Regions from separate parts of the Gossypium hirsutum genome. Here region 2 is linked to region 1. A link is a contact called in public Hi-C data. All regions are on one chromosome and are shown on one strand. Each heading gives the region's core, a stretch centred on a gene start, on an enhancer-like site or on the middle of the called end of the contact. The rest is flanking DNA. Distances are from core to core; before and after follow the strand shown.

Region 1 (3,759 bases), core at 1,063-3,562:
ATTTCCATTCACCTCAGTTCCCATATATGGGACCAAAGCTGCATCAGCCATTCCATTTGAAGAACTTGATGACAAAACTGAATTCTGAGGACTTCTGGATAAACCATCCCATTCATTGGAACTCCCTTCTACATCAGATCTGTTCCACGGAGTTGATAGCCCTTCATTACCATCAGGAGAAGGAAAACCCAGTGTACTTCCCACGTGCCCATAAACATTTTCAGATCTTACTCTACGCAATGAATCCGGTGCAGAAGTAGAGGGTTTTACTCGACTAGTTTGTCGCAGTATTACAGATTGTGACCTGAAGTGATTTTCACTAGATTCAAGGTTTGGACTTGCTGGCAGAGATGATGATGCAACCTTTGTATCAGTTACATCTGAACTTAATTTCCTGTTTCCATATTTTATTTACATTAGTCACTGAAGCAGCCAGTAATAGGTCAATTTCATAATATGGAAATGCAAATGTACTCTATCTCTAACGAGTCAACAACAGACCATCTGGTACAGGCATTCTGTAAAGATGAAAAGCTTGATTCCTTTAAAAGTTAGACACTCATCAAAAGCAAGCATACCTTGTGTAGATAAGAAGCCCTTTGCAGAGAAACCATATTGTGTGGCAGGTATTAGGTGCATTTTCACGCACAAAGATGGCTTTCTTGGACTTGAGGTCAACAACTTTCCTGCAATGGAAAAGGAATAAGGTAAACAACATCTTAAGTGTGCTTCCTAGGGAGCAAGACATGCAAGTCTCTTAGAAGATCCACTGTTGGTCTAGTTGATCCTATGTTGGGATTGAGGATAGATGATTACTTATGTGGTTTATACTTTGAATAATGTTTGTCTGCTGCTCCTCCCATTACAAGCATACGGATCCTATTCTCAGATATCATTTCCAAAATCCCCTGCTCGATAGAATCCCTTTCAATGTACAGCTTCTCTGCTTGCACCTACAGTAAAATAATAGAAGAACAGATTAGAAACTTCCCAAATGAGTTGATTTGGTATTCACAATCGAAATTGAGGACTAAAAACAATAAACTGAAAGAGGTAGTGATCATAGATCAATAATTTTAGCTGAAATTTTCCTGATCTTGATGTGCAGTCACTGCAGATCGCAATCATAAGCTCATATCAGTGTTAATTTGTTCAGAATTAAAAGTTCTTCTAGCACGAATTGAAATTCAACAAGAAGTCAACAATCGTATAAACTAAGGTGAAAGAAGAAACTCATACCCCACGTTGAAGACAAAGCAGAAGGTAATCATTCAGCATCTTCTCCATATTTTTTCTTTCAATTTCCCAGTATGCCTTGACTTCCTGTTCTTCGAGTTTACTAGCAGGAAATTTTGTACCCACTGCAAAACCAAAAACACATAAAACAATTTCTCAATTAGAAAACACAAAATCAAGCAAGAGAAAATAATACAAGTGATACTGTAATAGTTTCGAAATAATCCATTTATCCATCCAATTATTTCAATCGAACAATCACATAAACTAAAGTCCCCGAAAATCAACCAAATGAAGGAAACTTTATTCTTAATTTTTTTTAGTTTTTCACCCCCACCCTTTTTTTTCATCCTGAATAAACTCTAAGCATTAATAAAGAAAAGTCAATTGAAATCAAACTTACTTTCAGAAACCGGAATCATCTTAGCGGGTTGGTGAACATGAATTATGCAAATCTTTTTTCCTCCTGAATGTTGTAAAGCCCAGAACAAAACGGATTTATATTTATCCACATTTTTGCCCACCGCCACATAGATTTTCTCTTCAATTATACGCGCCACCGTTTCCTCCACGATTTCTCTTCCACTCGACAAGATCCCCGGAGCTCTAACGTCGCAAAACCTCATCGAGTTCATGCCTTCAGTTATTGCAGGCACAACACTCACCAGAGCCATGTTGGAATTAATAAAATAATCATAAAGTGTAGATAAAGAAAAATTCTCAACTAAACTCACCAAAAATCTAAACAAAATATACTTTCTCCTCACATCTATGACTGAGGAGCTAAAACCGATGGGGGTTTGGGGAAGATTAAGAGAAGAAGGTGAGGACGGTAAGTTTTTTGTGTTTTAATAGAAGGGAGTCGTTGTCTGTAGTTCCGATGACAACTAAATAAAAACAAGACAATGACTGCAAAATGGATGAGAAATTAACTTTAGATACACAAAAATAAAAATAAAAAAATTTTGAAAGATCGGCAGCCTCCCTTTTTCGTTATCACTGAAAAATTATTACAGTTTTCCCCCTTTTGAGGATCAGTTTCGAAGTCTGTTCCTGATTTTTGATGCGTTGAACTTTCATTTCATTTTATTTATTTCCTTCAAGAAGAAGCTTCCACCGAATTACCGTTGGGCTCCACGTAAGATGTCTTGAAAGTGTAGATTGGGAGGGGGGGGCGCTTGACTATTTTGTTTGTTTATTTATTTATTTATTTGTGATCTTAATCTTTCGAAAATCGATGTTGTATATATTTGATTACTTTGCCGAGTTGATGTTATTTCTAATCCGGTCATCATTTTATTTATGTGTTTATACTGTTTTTAATTAGGTCATCAATTCAATTATAAAATTAAAAAAATGTTACTTCATCCTTAATGACAGAAACATTTACAATAATAGGAATAATAGGAAAGATGTCTGAATTTGGAGTGGAAGACACTGCTAGGTCTCTCAAAACTAAAATGAAATTCTCTTAATATCTTGCACAAAAGAATTAAATTAAAAAATTGGAGACTAAAAGCTCTTATTCGGCGATAAATGATTTCAAAACCTTGTCCGACGATTGTATGGGTGATGCTGATGGCTCTAACGTGGACCGTAACACCAAAAAAGTTAGATTCAAAGATATAGGAGATGATTCAGCAGAAAGCATGGGTGGTTGATACGGCCTTGGCGAGCAAAATTTCTTGGAAAGATAAATTGTTGGGAAGGAAAAACACCAGATCTTTGGCCGCCTCCAAGATCTCGGATGGTGCTACTGATGTGGACTTAAATTTTGAAGATGGAGACATTCTAAAATCTACCATCAACGGTATTCTAACCATCGACTTCTCTAAACGAATTAAGAAAATCTTGGTTAAGGATATAGAGACCACAAATGTGGTGAAATTGTTGGGGGCGCAATATAGGAAATGGAGTTCTTTAAAATCGGATTTCCAGTCTCTAGAAACCCTCTCAACCTTTTCGTTTAATGGATGTGGGAAACAACTACTATTTGGTCTGTTTCCAAAACAAAGATGATTATGAGAAGATTTTGACGTAAGAACCATGAATAGTGTTTGGACACTACCTTAAAGTTCAGTCGTGGACGGTGGACTTTAACCCGTCGAAGCCCATCTCGAGCATGGTTCTGGCCTAGATCTGATTTTTGGGGTTTCCTGGATTCCTGTATAAGAAACAGGTTTTAGAGGAGATCGAAAGTTTGGTCGAAAAAGTGGCCAAAATGGATATTAAAACAGACAGTGGAGGAAGGGGTCAATTCACTAGGATGGTGGTGTTTGTTGACCTGGAAAAATCGTTAACCTCGCAAGTTCTAGTCAATGGTCAAATGCAAAGAGTAAAGTTTGAGGCTCTACTTGCGGTTTGTTTTACCTGTGGCAAATATGGACATCTAAAAACCCTTTGCCCTTCTTCTTTGACAGGTCGGAGCACTGATGGTGGTCTAGGAGGAGTCTCTGAGTTAGTGGTAATGAGTCAGCTCCAGCAACGACAGAGGAAGTGTTTGGCCCATAGATGATCGTTGAG
Region 2 (4,178 bases), core at 725-3,224, 160 kb after region 1:
GGTTTTTGTGTTTTTCTTGGCGGGAACCTAGTTTCTTGGAGCTCCAAGAAGCAACAAGTGGTCTCAAGGTCGACTGCGGAAGCTGAGTATCGAAGCTTGGCTCATGTCACTGCTGAAATAACTTGGATTCGATTGTTGTTGACGGAACTAGGGGTGACACTTCCCAGTAAAGATCTAGTTTGGTGTGATAGCTCAGCTACCATTGCTGTAGCAAACAATCCAGTCATGCATTCCAAGTTTAAACATGTGGAACTAGACTTGTTCTTTGTAAGAGAAAAAGTGGTAGATGGTTCGCTGCTAGTTGGTCATGTTTCTGGGCAAGATCAAGTTGCTGACATGCTGACAAAACCTTTGGCTGTAGGGTTATTTGACAAGTTTAGAAAGAGACTTGGAGTGGCCTCCATAGCAGAGGATATTATGCAAAAGCAAGGAACGTCGAGAAGCAGGAGCCATGTTAAGGATAAGAAACAGTTAGTTCAAAGCAGTTAGTCAGTTAGTATCAGTTAGCTGTTATGGTTAGCAGTTAATAAATTTGTATATTAAATACCCAGTTGTAAGTATGCTTATGATATGAGAAAATCAATAAGAATCAGTACGTATTTTCCAGATCTTAACAAACTCTTTTCTTTTTCGATTTCTCTGAATATATTTTTTGTATACAATATGCGTGTATGTGCTTTTTTTTTGTATGTTTTTCTCTGTAACCCCCTACAAAAGGCTCCCTATTTCTTCTTATAACTGAAATCAAAAAAATGAAATCCCCCCGAATCTTTTTTTCTTTACATTTTCTTATTTTCCTATTTTCTGATTTGCTGGCGATTTCTATTCTTTTTGCTTGCTTTCTCTGCCTTTTTCGTTTGTTTGTCCTTCTTGCAGGTATACGGAGACCGTACAGTGACATGGCGCGGCTCAGCACAGTGCATGGAGGCGTGGCACGTAGCGGTGGCGCACGTGTAAAGGCGCGCGCGCGGGCAGAGGCTTGGCACGTGGGGACGAAGGCTTTGGTGGCTGCGGCGCTGGAAGTTGTTTGCTGCTAGGGTTTCTGTAATCGGGTTGGGATTTGGGTTAAGTTGGTTTGCTGGGCTAGGCTTAGTGGGTCTAGGTTTGGGCTAGGTTAATAGGGTTTAGTTTACTAGACTGTATTGATTTTGGGTTTGTAAAAAAACTGGACATTGTTTATTGTTTTGTTTTTTTTATTTTTTTGTTTATTTAATCTGCATGGGCCCGGGCTAAAATTGGGCCTTACACATACTTTTAAAAAACTCAAGAATGTTTTTATCTTAAAAAAATATTTTTATCTCAAAAATATTAAAGTAATGGACCTTGACCAGATGGACCATTAACGAAGTCTCTACTCGAGCGAAATGAGGTGAGCCATCTATATATATATAGCTTGTACTTAGTAGGAGAGACTATTGATGAACCCAGCTAGCCGCTTGGCAATCAGCAATCTACCTTCTTCGTTCATCATTTCTGTTTCCTCCCTTACCCAGTAAATGAGCTGAATCCATAACAGTAAGCAAGTCGTTTTCCCTCTTTTCTGCATGTAGATTTGTTAACATAACTTACCTCCATGGCATAAGTGATGGAAAGTCTAAAAGAAACCTTTTTCAACTAAAAGAAAAGTTAAATGAAACCAATGCAACATTACTACTTGAACTCTCTAACTGGGATTTTCTAGCCGAGAAAGAGAAGAAAACAGGCGGCGTGTGTTTCATCCAGGTTAAGGATAAATAACCATCGACTATCACCAAAACAAAGTTCAAAGCGGGACCCTCCGACAATGTGTCAATTTTGGCTTCTAGTTGTAAATAATATTTTAGGATGAAATTAAATTATAATTTTTATGATAATAATTTTATAATTTTAATAATTTATATATTTATAATTTTAAAAATTAAATTAAATTTTTAATATTTTTAAATGTTAATTTTATCTTTATTAATTTAAAGATTTTACATTTTAGGACGCTGCCCCTGCCAGCCTGCCTGATCTTATTGTATTTATTTAGTTATCATCATAATTATTAAGAACCCAGACTTTGTTTATCAGATTCTAATCAAGCAACTGATCGGTTTGATTACAGGGGAGAGCTATAATTTAGATTCCGGAGAAGAAAACTCGGCGGCGAGACAATTTCTCAACTCTTTTACATTGAATCTAAGGTAATTTTCTGAATTCATCAGTAAATCAATAATAGCGTAGCTTTTGGTGTGAACTTCGTTTTTGTTTTCTGAATCTTCAACAGATATCAATGGAAAAACAGACCTACGAAGAGATTCATGACTGCCTGATCAAGCCGGTTAGCTTAATTTATCAGTTTTTAGAAACAAGTATCCAAGGTAGTTTCCGGAGGCTGAATTGAATTGTTGTATGTTAAACTGCAGAGAATCAATCCTCAAAGAAGAAAAGACAAAGTTTATATTGGCTGTGGAGCTGGGTTCGGTGGTGACCGGCCAATGGCAGCTAAAAAATTGCTTAACAGAGTCAAAGAGCTGAATTATATTGTTCTTGAATGTTTAGCAGAACGTACTCTTGCTGAACGATACCAGGCTATGGCGTCCGGCGGTGATGGCTATGATTCTAATAGTATGTTTATGTTGCTTTCAATTGTTTTGGATTCAAGCTTATTTATGTTTTATTTTTGGGTTTTCTCTGAAATGTTCAATTTCCAGTTTCAGAATGGATGTCTCTGCTACTACCTTTGGCTGTGGATAGGGGAACTTGTATAATTACCAACATGGGTGCAAGTATGACTATTTGAAAACATCATTTCAAATTTTGAGTTGCCTGCCAAATTCACCAAATGCTTTGTGCTGATGTTCAAAGTTGTGTTTGATCTTTTCTTTTCATACTGAGCATATTGATTCTTTCCTGGATAGTGGATCCGGTCAGTGCTCAAGAAAAGGTTTTAGAAGTTGCCAGCAGCCTTGGGATTCGTTTGTCTGTTGCTGTGGCTCATGAGGTCTTTGTTAATGAATCGGGTATGCTCATCAAGTTAGCCCTTTTTAAATTTAAGTTAATCATGTATGAGAATTTTGCTGGTGAGTTCAGATAACTGACAATTGTATGATCTTCATTTTAGAAACCATAGTCAGTATATTGTTGTGTGCAATTCAGAATTTTGATTCATTGTGTTTAGCAATATTCTTGGACTCCAAATGAGAAATATTTTTAAATATTCAGGTTCAGGATCCTTGCCTGAGAAGCTGGTTAACATGGAAGGTGTAAGAATCTGGTACTCCTTTGCATGTACCGTTCATTGGCCTTTTGTATCTTCTTTTTGGTTTCACATAAAAGGATTAATGATCTGGTTTTCATCTGCATGTACGTTTTTTCATCTTTAGTTATGAAATTTCATGAGAAATGCAAACTCTTGAGCTCTATCTTGTTTAATTCTTTGAAGGGTGTTAGCACATATCTGGGAGCAGCCCCAATAGTTGCATGTCTAGAGAGATACCGACCAAATGTTTTAATTACTTCAAGGGTCGCTGATGCCGCACTATTCTTAGCACCAATGGTATGAAAATCTAACCTTTCTTTTCATTACTCGGCTTTAGGTTTTTCCTTTTCTGAGTCTTAGTATAATTCTCTAGGTTAGTTTTACTTATCGCCATTATGGTTCTATTCATTAGTTGTCATAATTATATTTGACAGTGTGCTGATGTTTAGGCTATGCTATGGCTAGCATTAATGTATTTAATCAAAATTATATAATTGGTATTTGATAAGGTTTACGAATTGGGCTGGAATTGGGATGACTTGGAGCTATTAGCACAGGGATCTCTGGCTGGACACCTTCTAGAGTGTGGTTGTCAACTCACAGGGGGATACTTCATGCATCCAGGTTAGTTACACTTTGTCTGTCTTTATGATAACATGGGAAATAGGTCGATTAAAATAGAGAATTTTGATTGACTCAGTTTCATTGTGCTGCATTTTCTCCAATCTAGCGGACAAGAACCGAAACTTGTCTTTCCCAAGTCTCCTGGATCTATCACTGCCGTATGCTGAAATTTCATCAAGTGGGGAAATATGTGTCATGAAAGCAGAAGGTAGTGGCGGGATTTTAAATTTCGGTACTTGTGCTGAACAACTACTTTATGAGGTTGGAGATCCAAGTGCTTACATTACACCTGATGTTGTAAGTTGAATTTATTCTTCAGGAATTTGCACCT

What was found. Hi-C and Micro-C count contacts between places; a contact is called where the count stands out from the background.
Region 2: a contact with region 1 is called in a Hi-C map of leaf, with 2.4 times the contacts expected there. The contact joins the promoter of LOC107954544 here to the promoter of LOC107952768 in region 1. A contact is called at or near these places in 5 of 34 Hi-C or Micro-C datasets (hypocotyl, leaf and petal).

The regions. Positions count from the first base shown.
Region 1 is chrD07:24,770,516-24,774,274 of Gossypium_hirsutum_v2.1, forward strand. It overlaps LOC107952768 (U-box domain-containing protein 33), which reads right to left and starts at 2,313. Exons shown (of 9, transcript XM_016887938.2): 1 at 1,640-2,313; 2 at 1,240-1,361; 3 at 832-953; 4 at 579-686; 5 at 1-394. The coding sequence starts at 1,910.
Region 2 is chrD07:24,926,101-24,930,278 of Gossypium_hirsutum_v2.1, forward strand. LOC107954544 reads left to right here and starts at 1,975. Exons shown (of 14, transcript XM_016890134.2): 1 at 1,975-2,165; 2 at 2,249-2,302; 3 at 2,388-2,589; 4 at 2,676-2,750; 5 at 2,883-2,984; 6 at 3,187-3,227; 7 at 3,407-3,520; 8 at 3,733-3,847; 9 at 3,954-4,144. The coding sequence starts at 2,255.